2 separate regions of the Triticum aestivum genome follow, and region 2 is linked to region 1. The links are chromatin contacts, called in public Hi-C maps. All regions are on one chromosome and are shown on one strand. The core of a region is the stretch at or near the end of the contact, and the rest is flanking DNA. Distances in the headings are between cores, read along the strand shown. Region 1 holds the start of LOC543077 (50S ribosomal protein L9, chloroplastic-like). Region 2 holds the start of LOC123139992 (signal peptide peptidase-like 4).

Region 1 (6,070 bases), core at 2,058-4,557:
TTAAAGGATTTTCGTAGGAACTTTCCTATGTTGTTTGTTTAATTCATAGGATTGAAACCACTTCGTTCGTTCTCCCCTTAGGTTTCCGGGACCTGGTTCCTATATATTGCGCGTGTGGGCCAGGCCGCTTGATTTTTCTCAGCTCGTAAAGAACGACCGGTAGAAAAAAACAGGTTTGGGCTCGAGAAAAAAATCCTACAGGTTTTTAATTAATTTGTAAAGTTTCGTGACTTCTAATTTTTTGAGATTTAAAAATTATTCACATATTTCAAAAAATGTCATGGATTTTAACAAATGGAGAAGAATTCAAAATATCCATGAATTTTAAAAGTGCTCATAAAGTTGAAAAAAAGGCCATGTAGTTCAATTTATTTTATGATTTTCTAAAAACTCAAATAGTTCAATAGATCTTCACGGATTAAACAAATCTTTATGATTTTCAGAAAGGTTAATGAATTGAAAAGATGTTTGGAAAGGTAAGAAAATATGAATTAAAAATGTTTCACTTTGCTTAAAAACTATCATGAGCATAAAAGATGTTCATGGATTTCATGATTTTTTAAGTAATGCATGTCACGCATTTTTATATTTGTCACTGAAATTTTAAAAATGTTTGTGAATTTATAAAACAAAGATCTACCGACGTGTGCCTCTTAGTATTATTACCAGGTAGATATAGCACACTCTGAGTTGGTTATACAATACAAGTAGGATCATGACAAGGATAGCGTCAACCAATGGATGGAAAATCTAATTTATTTAGCAAAATGGATCTGTGCCGACAAATGAACAAAAAAGGATTTCATATATTCACTTGTAAATATTTCAACAGCTTTCGCTTTCTCCACGCTTCTCCTAATGCATACAAGGCCATGAACAACATTTTTGTAAAACCCATCCTCTATAGCTCCCAGGCACAACAGTTGCAGGACGTTCGGAGTATATGGCGAGATCAGACTGCTCACTTGGCATACACAGTCAGCCTCACCTTGGCTGTGACGTCGGGGTGGAGCTTGATCTCCGCGACGTACTCCCCGACCTCGCGGATCTCCGGGACCTCCACCAGCCGCTTGTCCACGTCCCTACATGTTTCCACGGTTCAGTAATTAATTTGCCAGACCATGATGGGAAGTTTCGTTGATTGCTGCACACGCTTGAAAGAAAGGAATTGCTACCTGTTAAGCTGCGACTTGATGATGTCGACGAGATCTTGCGCCGTGACGCTGTGTGGGGCACAGGAAATGTGTTAGAGGATGTGAACTGGAGAAAACAAGATGGACGATGAAATTGTTCGACTGGGACTTGCCTCCCGAAGATCTGCTTTCCTTTGCCACCTTTACGTGGCACCTTGAACGCCCCAATGGTTTCGAAGACTCGCGCGAGTTGCTGTGCCTCTTCTTTTACCTACTCAAGTACAAAATGATTCCGGAGTTTATGCCAAGGCCGTCGTTTCACAAGAATGTGGTGTGCTAAATAATTATCGTTTTCAGAATGTTGATACTAAAGTTAAGCTGCACCCAAGTTCCATTTCCAGAAAATAAGGATAGTAAGGTTAAACTACAACTATACTTACTCTTCTATACACAAAGATACTAGGTCAAACCGTTAAAGTGCAACTATGCTTCTTCCTAGAAAATAAGGATATAAAGTCAAAACCCAAGTGCGCTTAAGTTTTCAGATACCAAGATGTTGAACTGCAACTATGCTTTGTTTTCCACAATATAAGGATATATGATCAAATCCGCAACCATTGCTTACTTTTTCAGACATCTAAGATGCTAAGCTTAAACTGCAATCGTATTTTTGTTATCAAGCCTTCAAAAATATACAGTATTCTCTTACCCTCTTCTTCTCAGCCTCGATTCTCTCCTGCTCCAGTTGCATTTCCCTGCAAAGAGAAGCAGAGGAAACAAACTTAGTAATCTTAGTTTTGTTTATACACCAGACTGAACATTTCCGCTGTTGAATACTTTTATGTTTTAACACATGCTCGATCCAAATATAACATATGCAGACTAATGTCTCAACTCTCAATCAGGCTGAAAACCAACCCAGCCTTCAGAAAATAAATGTACAAAACCATCCCTTAAAACAAGCATTCACAAGGCTTCAAAATGAACTCACCCTCCTTGTAATTAAGCTGCTTTTCCTAATCTTAATGAAAATGGCAAGCAACCTAGGTTGCCTGCTCTTGGAAATCTTACAAGGAAACGTGCCACTGAATTATTACGCAATGTGATTCTGAACTTGCGCGCACGGGAAAAACATACTGCAAAACGCATCGACGAGCAGTTCACGGATAAGCAAACATCAACCAAATCTCATTAGTGCCGCCGCCTATCGGTAACAGCTGAGAAACTTAACCTACACAGTACACAAAGAATGCAAAGATACGACTGCAGGACGAGGCAGGGAAGTTACTTGAGGACGTCGGGGGTGAGCAGCGTGGCCTTGCCCTTGGGGAGCAGGAAGTTGCGGTAGAACCCGGCCCGGACCTTCATCGTGTCCCCCTTCTTGCCGCTAATCTCATCGATGTCGTCCTTGAGTATGACCTATAGAGCACCAAACCAGTCGAATGAAAACAGTGTCAGAACCACAAATATGACATAACTACTATGTGAGACCAGGATGATGACATAACTACTATGTGAGCACCAAACCATCTGCTATAACTAACAAATCATCCTGCAATCAGCCTCAGCCAATAGCTAGAGCATCTAATGGATTCAGGTGTCAAAACGACTTCTGCTCTACCTCTACTCTAGGCAGCAGCGACCAAACAAACAGAAACAGTTGCTGTGGTTGTACAAGCACGAAGCTGATGGCCAACATTTCGATTTCCCGTGGCCATTTGCACCCACTCATCGGCCCCCTCCCCGATGAGTGGGGGGAAAGGATGATAGTATGCCACATTACTACTGTTTCTTGACAGTGTCTGTTTGTCAGATACATTTTTCCTGAAGAAAACAATGTCACCGGGAAAGATAAAAACTAGCTCGAGCGTGTGCGAAGCACTACTGATATCCTGCCGATTTTCAGTTGTTCCAATCTACGGAGGCGAATGTCTGTAGGAAAGAAGAAATTGAGGGGAGGGGGGGTGACGGACGGACGGACCTGGCGGTACTTCTTGACCCTGCCCTGCGCGACGATGACGAGCGACGGGGCGCGTCGCGTCTGGAGGCGGCGCGGGTAGGAGAAGGCGGCGGCGGTCCAGGGCAGCGTGGAGGCACACGACGGCGACGCCATTGCGGTGTGCTTGCTGGGGCACTCTCTGGCGTTGAGCTCGGCTGGGGCACTCTCTTATCCACTTTCCCACCAGTAGCGGATTTGGTATGGTTTGGGCCTCAGGGGCAGGATTTCGATGGGCTATGGGGCCCAATCGCCTGAGGGGTTTTAATATGGGCCGTCAACTGTCCTTTTTTTTTCTTCGTTTTCTCTTCGTATTTTACCCCTTGAAAAAAAAAGGAGAGTATACAGAGTAGATTGTCGAAATCACTAGTCTTTTAAAGGCCACTCCCCTGTCCTCTGGTGGTGACAAGTGATGCATTGTATGCATGACACTTGTTGCAATTTGGTAAGATTTCTTTCCATGCACAGAAGAAATGGTTTGTTTGCTTCGGTAACCCACAACTGTGCCCACACTTGGAGTCTTGGATGCTCTTGATGAACAGTAAATTTAGAAAACAGAAAAGAAACAAAATGCTCTGAATCTTTTTGCTACCCAAGATTCTATAGTTTTCTAGGAGCGTGCAAAACTTTGTGCTCAAATGGCATTTGAGGAGCTCATGCCAAAAAAAAAGTCTAGACCGTGTAGTTTTTCAAAGTTAGAGAAATTGATTTTTTTGCCATGATCTCCTCGAATGTACTAACACAACGAGAAATTGCACGTACCTTGGGCACTTGAGCATCTTGGATGCCAAAAAATTCCCAAACACTATGTTGGATCATCTTATATTATGGGTGTGATGCTCTAGTATTTTTTCGTATATTTGGGAATGGTTACATGGCCGAAACCTTAAACGAGGTATGCATGTCATCATAATCATCATAATTAAATTTCAATTAATAATTAATCCAACTCACATATTCAAGTTCCAATTTATAATGCAAGTCAAACAATAATTCTTCAATTGGCAAATAAAAAATGTTTATATTATGTCATAAATATCCCAAGTGTTTGTGAAAATGAAATCAAACTCAATTGGATTCTCATCTTGTCCCCAACAGCAATTATGAGGACTAAAAGAAATAAATAAAACCATTTAAAAACAAAATACAAATTTGGATGTTTCCAAATGGAGTGAAACATTTTGTGCAACCCCAGACTATTGCATAGCATTTATGTGCAAAGTTTCACTCACAACAAAAATCAATTGCTAGCTCGAATAAATAGAAAACTATAGCTTTTCTTTTGAGAAGAAATAGAAAACTATAGCTAATATAGTAACAGAAAAGATTAAAACTAAATTGACATGTGCACTTAGGCCCACTCCGAACAATGCACAACCCAAATCACCTACAGCCTTTATTCCTCCTCGAGGAGGCAGAGGCCATGGCGTGGCGCCTGCGCGCGCGTCCATGCCGCCGATGGTCACCTGTCGTCCATTTGGCGGCACCCGAGATGCATTAGATCACCCCTGGCCCCATGGAGAAACCCTAGCCACATCCCCGCCTCTCTCGCTCATATTAGTAGTCATGGCCACCGTGCTCCCCAACACTTGTCCACGAGCCTTCCACTACTAGGAAAAAGCCTAGCAGTAGCGCTGATTTTTGGCCTATCAGTAGCGTGGGTAAGCGTGCTACTGATACGGCGCTACAGCTAAAGCTTAGCAGTAGCACCTACTGGCACTCGCTACTGCTATATCTACTTAGTAGTAGTGATTTTCAAAACAACCGCTGCTACTAATTACTAGTAGCGCTTTCGAAAACAACCGCTACTACTATTATTTCGTCTTCTATTTCTTTTGAATTTTAGGTCATATTCATACACCTTTATACAATTTTTCATACAATAGCAATTTAGAGATTGTTTTTACATTATAATGAGTTATTAAATCACTAGGTGAGAGAATCTTGGATTAGTTTCAAGTGCATGGATCCAAAGTAACCAATGGGGCACTTTTGATCCATCCATTTGAAACTAATCCGCGGTTCTTTCACCCAATGACATAATAACTTATCATCATCATCATCATCATAATATCATTAACAACTTATCATCATAATACATCATTATCATATAACTCCTCATAATCATCATTTTCGTCCATGAGACATCATATAACAACTTGGTCACTAGTTATAATAACAACTCCTCCTCATCATCATCATATTACTCATAACCACTACTCCTACTCAGCATCACCATCAAGTCTAAGACATTGTAGTCATATATAATCAACACTAACTAATTGTTCTTAATACTTAGGACCTACTCCTCTCTCCTAGCTAAAATACAATAAAACAGATAAACCGGTCCTTCACCATAATGGAGAATGGACACAAACCTATCTCCAACTTGTGGCTTGCACACATTCATTTTGTCTCCAATTATTTGCATGTGCGCATTCATCACTTTGCTCCATTCTTTGATTTTGAGCCTTCCATCATTTGAAGAAATCGAGTATGCAGTATGGTAAGTCTTCGAAGGAGTTGGTCGTAAGCTAACCATGTGCATATCACCTTCGGTAAATAGCATGTCAGGCACAACCTGCTTCGGGAGCCTCTGTTCAAAAACGTAATAGTAACATATATAGTTAGCAATGTAGTTTACTTAAGAATAATGTATGCAATGAAGTTACCATCATTAACAAAATCTTACCAAGTTTTTGGCAATGAAGTTACCATCAAGCAATTTGTGGACTGGTGGCATGTATCTAGTACAATTTGGGCTGATAGAGTGACTGGTTTTGAAGGCCTCAACATCTTCTATGAATGAAACAAGATAACCTTTCTCCTCACAATTAAGCTTGGAGTCATAGTTGTAGTATGTGTTGTCTACTACCTTCCGAGTATTTTTTGAAGATAAGAAATAAGATGACAATTATAAATAAATAAGCTTAGTACGGAC
Region 2 (6,070 bases), core at 1,967-4,466, 780 kb after region 1:
GTGAGGGCCTCGTAGAACCATCATAATCGTTAATCACAACCACATTGAAATCAAATTGCCAGGGGCCATTGAACAACACGTGCCTCTAGTCACCTTCGCTACCAAAGTGAACAAAAAAAATATTCCTACCAATTTCTTTGAACTGAGCCTCCCTGTGGATATCCCAAGCCTTATGCATCACCCTCTGAAAGGCCTTGATGTTGAGTGGTCTGGGAGAGAAAACTCTTCCTACAGCCGACCACTTCATTGCTTTTGGGAGATCTGCCCCTGGAATTGAGAAAACGAAGCCCTCTGATTCCTTCTTTGTCAACGTGAGATTTCCCAATCTTGTCGAGAGACTAACTGCCTCCTCCGAAGGTTTGCCATACGCAGGTGATCGAGAAGATTCCCGACTCGCTGAGTCTCCCACCGTCTTGCCCAGCGGCGCCACCTTCTTTGCAGGGGTAGATATCCCTTGCCCTACCATCTCCACCATGGCACCCACAACAGAGAACCGCCCGATCAGATAGTGAGCCCAGGAAATGTTGTTGTTACCCATAACACCACTGTACTTGCACCACCCCTGCGCCGAACCCTAACCCTAGTGCCAATCTAGCAATCGCCTCCCAATTGCCTTCTTCGTCGCCGTACGGTTACAGAATGCATTGTGGACCCTCTCTTTTTCACTTTTGTTCTTTTATTCTAGAGCTGATAAGCATTTCTAGTTATCACTGATCTAGAGTTGTGATTTCGTTAATGTTGTAAGATGGACTCGATGACTAAACTAAGCGCTCAGAATTCAAAATTTCACGAGTTCCCCATATGGACGGGAAAACTCAAAATGGCCCTCGAGCTCATATGAGCTCTTTATCTTGGCCATATAATAGCTCTTAGATTTGTGAGATGGCATGCATTAGAGGTTGTATATCATGACAATAAATCATGCATTCCCTTTTCCTATCTCTAGAATCATTAATGTTGGCAGACCAACTAAAGTTGCCATTGACCTGACATCTCCCTCTTTATTTAATGATTCTATAGTAATATAGCTCCATAGATATGGATTTTCTGTAAATCAAAAACATGTAGAAAACAACTGGCTCTGTGCACTAAATTAATAGAGTAGTTCAGAAAAACAATATAAATTGCTATAAAAATATATTTAAAAGTGCGAATATAATAGCATGAAACAATAAAAATATATAGATATGCTTGAGACATATCACCCGCTAAAACACCTCCAAAGATGTGAGATCACATCATTCTGGATCTGCACGAGAAAGAGCCACAAGTTTGAGAGGCACTACGAACAGAATCCAGATAATAACATGCTTACCCCAAGGAACGCCCACACGGTTACTTGTCCAAATAGGTTAGGATCATAGATTCATAGTTTGATATTGAGTGTTGAGGTTAATTAATTACTCCCAACCCAACTTTATCCTTTGGATACAACCCTCTATCCCAAGACACGAGAGAAATACAAGTTTCACCTTGATCACTTTTCCCACTCCATAGACAATGGCTTGTGATCTTATCGATATGTTGAAGAATTTTAAGAGGAATATTAAGAACACACACACACACACACACACACAAGTAGACATGGAGGAGAGGGTTGAGTTAATGGTAGTAGTTTTACTCCAACTGACATAAATGCAATGGTGTTTACTCTTCATTAAATTCCAGCCACTTGTAGTCTTGTATCTAAGTTGTAGAAAATGCCCAAATGAAACAACTTCTCTATTGTTGCACCTAGCTACTACTCCCCCCGTTCCTTTCTACTCCACGTATTAGATTTGAGTCAGGTCAAACTTTGCAAAGTTTGACCAAATATGTATTAAAAAGTATCAATATGTACACAACCAAATATATATACTATGCAACTACATTTCATAATTAATCTAACAGTAAATCTAACAATATTGATTTGACATTATGAATGTTGATATTTTTTCTATAAGTTTGGTCAAAGTAGAAATGCTTTGACTTTGGACAAAACTTATATGCAGACTAAAAAGGACCGGAGTGAGTAAAACATGCTCATAATCGTTGCATGGTTCATTGAATCATGGTTGCTAGAAGCCGGCAGCAAAGTCACATTCTTTCTAGATGGAGCCCAAGGAGCTTTCACTTAAACATCTAATTGTGTTTCAATCGTTTTGTGCAATCATTCTTGTGTATTCACATGGGGTTACATGAAGTTATGACCAAATCGAGTCGAATAAAATTCATGAACTTCAATACTTATTACAAACTAAGTCAAATATAATGAGTTAACACACACATGACAATTATCATTGCTCATCGGCAATGGCGACAAGAAATAGGCGCAAATAACTTAGTTATTGATTTTAGCTAAATCCTGCAAATTAAATGGTACCATGTCACTCCGCATCATCGCATCCATCATTAAAAAAAGCAAGCTTTATAGATCCAATTTGTTAATTTGCCAATTGGGATCGCATGTGCTGGTGATTTTTTCAAAATTCTTCTCCAACTTATAAGCCATCACTTACACCTTGGCAGCCCATCTTCATCCATGACATCACCCTACCCCCTCAACCAGGGGCGGAGCTACGTGAGGGCCAAACTGGGCCTTGGCCCGCCCAGCCCAGGAGAAAACAGGGAAGGAAGACAGAAAAACAGGGCCTAAAAATCAAGTGTTCGGTGTAGTTTCTGTGTCTGGCCCGCCCAACAATCGGCCCATAGCTCCGCCACTACCCTCAACTGTCCCCCATCGGTTGTACGTCGACACCAAGACCTATAAGTCGGTCATTTACGCCGTCACACCCATCTTCATCCACAACAGTCCCCACCCCCTCAACTGTCCCCCATCGAATGTACGTCGACACCAAGACCTATGGTGACACCTCTCATCGGCACCGTCGGCCGCATCCCAACCCGGTGACCTCACTGCCATAACCACATAAACAACCACTAAATGACCGCCTCAAAATTTCCAAAATGATGTGTGTTTTTGAACAAGTTTTTCAAAACACTACTACTCCCTCCGTCCCATAAATGTAAGTTCGAGCTTATATTATGGGAGAAGCCGGAGGTTTCATCAGCAAAAGCGGTGCTGAATGGAGCAAGAGACAAGATTGCTTGCTCCACTTCCACTTAACCAACCTAAGCCGAAGAAAGAAAGAGCACGTGAATGAAAGAAGCCGGCTTGTTACTGACATGTGGGCCCCACCGCCCACACATCTCCCCCCCCCCCCGTGCGGCGCCGGCCCCACTTGCAGCCTCCGCCCGACGCTCACTCGCAGACAGATCTATCTCCTCCCTCCTCGTGCTCCCTCCCTCTCTCTCCCCGTCCGGCCGGCCATTCCAGCCGTCGGCCGAGCTGCTCGCGGCCGATCCCTCCCTCCCAGCAACCCAGGCCCCACCCCCGAAGCGCGGCGATGGGCGCCGGGGCGCGGGCGACGGCGGCGGCGCTGCTGCTGGTGGCGGCGGCGCTCGCGGGGGTGGCCGCCGGCGGCGACATCGTCCACCAGGACGACGACGCCCCCAAGATCCCCGGCTGCTCCAACGACTTCATGCTCGTACGTCCCCCGCCACGCCCCACTCCCCCTCCTCCTCACCCCAGCTTCTCCCGAGTCAGTGGAGCGGCCGGCCCCGGTTCTTGATTCCGAGCCGTGCCCGGGTGGCAGGCGGGGCTCCGTTCTGGCCGGGCGCGCGACCCCGGATCCCGAGGAGCCGCGCGCTTGCTCGATCCGTGGATTGTGGAGTTAGGCGGCGCAGCTTTCCATTAAATGCAATTCAGTTAGGTCGATCCGGGCAGGTGCTCCGGCGTGGGCTCTGGAGGAACACCGCCAGCTCTGTTTGGAGTTAGGTATTTTTGTACTGCGAGCTGAGGAGATTCCGTCGCTAATTAATTATCCTGGAGTACTATGTTGCTGGTGGTGCCAGTATACTAGTATTTGATCAGGGGCTAACGACCCTTACTTACTACTGTATTTGACATGAGACCGAGCACCATACGAGCTATCTGAGGCTTTTAGTTGTCATGGTGGAGGTTCGAGAAATGGCCGCTTTTACAAGTCAGAAGTTAGTCAAATGGGGGCAATTATGGCTTTGACATTGCATGATCTGTTAGCTAATACATGTTGATGTCGCTATCGAGGGTTAGTATCTAGCTTTATCTTATTAAGCTGATTGGACTAGTCTTCAAAGCTGCTGGAGTTTCCTATTGTGGAAATTTTCTAGATATGCTGAATGGGTGATAGTGATGATCCAACTTGAAGCATCGTAACGAGGTATTCTGATGCCCTGGAATCATGTAGGAGAATACTACCAACTCAAGATGTCCATAGTCATTTCCAACATCCACCCAATTAGTTGTTGATACACTGCCGTGCACGTAATCCACTTGAGCAGGTTTACAGTCTACCGTGCACTTATGTTTTCTTTTTATCTAATCAAGGGTCTGGTCATAAGTACCATGACTCATGAGCTCCACCTGGGCTTTTATGTTACCAACTCAGATCCTCATTAATTTTAGCTAATTATTATGGTTCCTGTGGGATTTACCTAGATGGAGGTGGCTATTTGCCTTTGCGTGTTATATAAGTAAACGATAGGAGGGATGTAAGGCGACAACTCAAGGGCGCGAAAATTGAAATTTGGTTAGTATAATCGACTTTGTCGTTTAGGCTCTGTGTCGTAGTGCTGACCCACCGACCGGTTCACGCAAGAGGAGCCAACACGTGAGCGTGGAGTGCCCACATCAACAAGGGAAAATTATGGTTGTCTCTGAATCTCCTATGCTTCTCTTCATCCTCAACGCTGCAGCTCTTTCTTTTTTCCCGACGGAAATTTTGAACTTTAGCATCTACTCCCTCCGTCCCATAATGTAAGACGTTTTTGACACTAAACGTCTTACATTATGGGATGGAGGGAGTACTTATTTTTAATGGACAATGTACTCATTCTCAAATGTTGTTTCCTCACCTTGTTTTCAGGTAAAGGTGCAAACTTGGGTGAAAAACAGAGAGACCGATGAGTTTGTTGGTGTTGGTGCTCGGTTTGGCCCCATAATAGAGTCAAAGGAAAAGCACGCGAACCGGACAGGACTACTAATAGCAGAGCCTTTTGATTGTTGTACCCCTCTCAAAGAAAAGGTTACCTTTCTAGAAATTTAGCCATTTGCGAATTTTTTATAGTATCCTACATTGTTGTGTAGTGATTAATTATTCCTTTATCTAGGTTGCTGGAGAAGTTTTGCTAGTGCAAAGAGGAGATTGTAAGTTCACTACAAAAGCTAAGGTTGCTGAAGATGCTGGTGCTTCTGCTATTATAATCCTGAATAATCGGCATGGTATGCCCTATATGACCCGTCTCATAAAATTCAGCACACAATGTTTTCCATGTATGATTTTTCTCAACTGGTATTTAATTAGAAGATAAGATGTTGGGATACAGTTAAATGAGATCAACAAAACAAGTTGCTTGACAATGTACATACCATTTTTTACCACTAGAATGACCATCACAACCTTATTTAAGCCTTTTGATTATTTATTGGACAATTGTTTCTCATAGTTGCGCGTACACATTTGGTGGTGCATGTTTGTATATTTAGAAGAGCACACTTTTGGCTAATGCCTTGTATTTCAACACATGTGTTTGGCGTTAACAAATGGCATATGTTTGTTTGCAGAGCTATACAAGATGGTTTGTGATCAAAATGAAACGGATCTGGATATAAATATACCTGCAGTTCTTCTGCCAAAAGATGCAGGCACCATTTTACAGGGTCTTCTCTCACTTGGTAAAGGTAAATCATTAGGTCTTTAATCCCCCTCAAATCTTGTACATTGTCCTGTGAACACAAGGTTGTCTAATCCCTATATTTGGTTTATATTTATGTATTTGGGACTCTTCTACCATACTGTATTATATTTATAGCTAATAGGCTCTTTCAATTTTCTCAGTGTCAGTGCAGTTATACTCTCCAGATCGACCCCTAGTTGATACGGCTGAGGTGTTTCTATGGCTTATGGCTGTTGGTACCATTCTTGGCGCATCATACTGGTCAGCATGGAGTGCTCGAGAAGCACTTATTGAACAAGAGAAACTTCTAAAG

Evidence for each region. Hi-C and Micro-C count contacts between places; a contact is called where the count stands out from the background.
Region 2: a Hi-C map of leaf shows a contact between it and region 1, with 5 times the contacts expected there. The contact joins the promoter of LOC123139992 here to the promoter of LOC543077 in region 1. A contact is called at or near these places in 2 of 5 Hi-C or Micro-C datasets (both in leaf).

The regions. Positions count from the first base shown.
Region 1 is chr6B:718,633,777-718,639,846 of IWGSC CS RefSeq v2.1, forward strand. LOC543077 (50S ribosomal protein L9, chloroplastic-like) reads right to left here and starts at 3,308. Exons shown (of 6, transcript NM_001427935.1): 1 at 3,115-3,308; 2 at 2,422-2,552; 3 at 1,843-1,888; 4 at 1,307-1,404; 5 at 1,176-1,223; 6 at 680-1,082. The coding sequence starts at 3,246. The coding sequence ends at 962.
Region 2 is chr6B:719,412,954-719,419,023 of IWGSC CS RefSeq v2.1, forward strand. It overlaps LOC123139992 (signal peptide peptidase-like 4), which reads left to right and starts at 3,217. Exons shown (of 14, transcript XM_044559724.1): 1 at 3,217-3,527; 2 at 4,947-5,105; 3 at 5,191-5,302; 4 at 5,645-5,761; 5 at 5,919-6,070. The coding sequence starts at 3,387.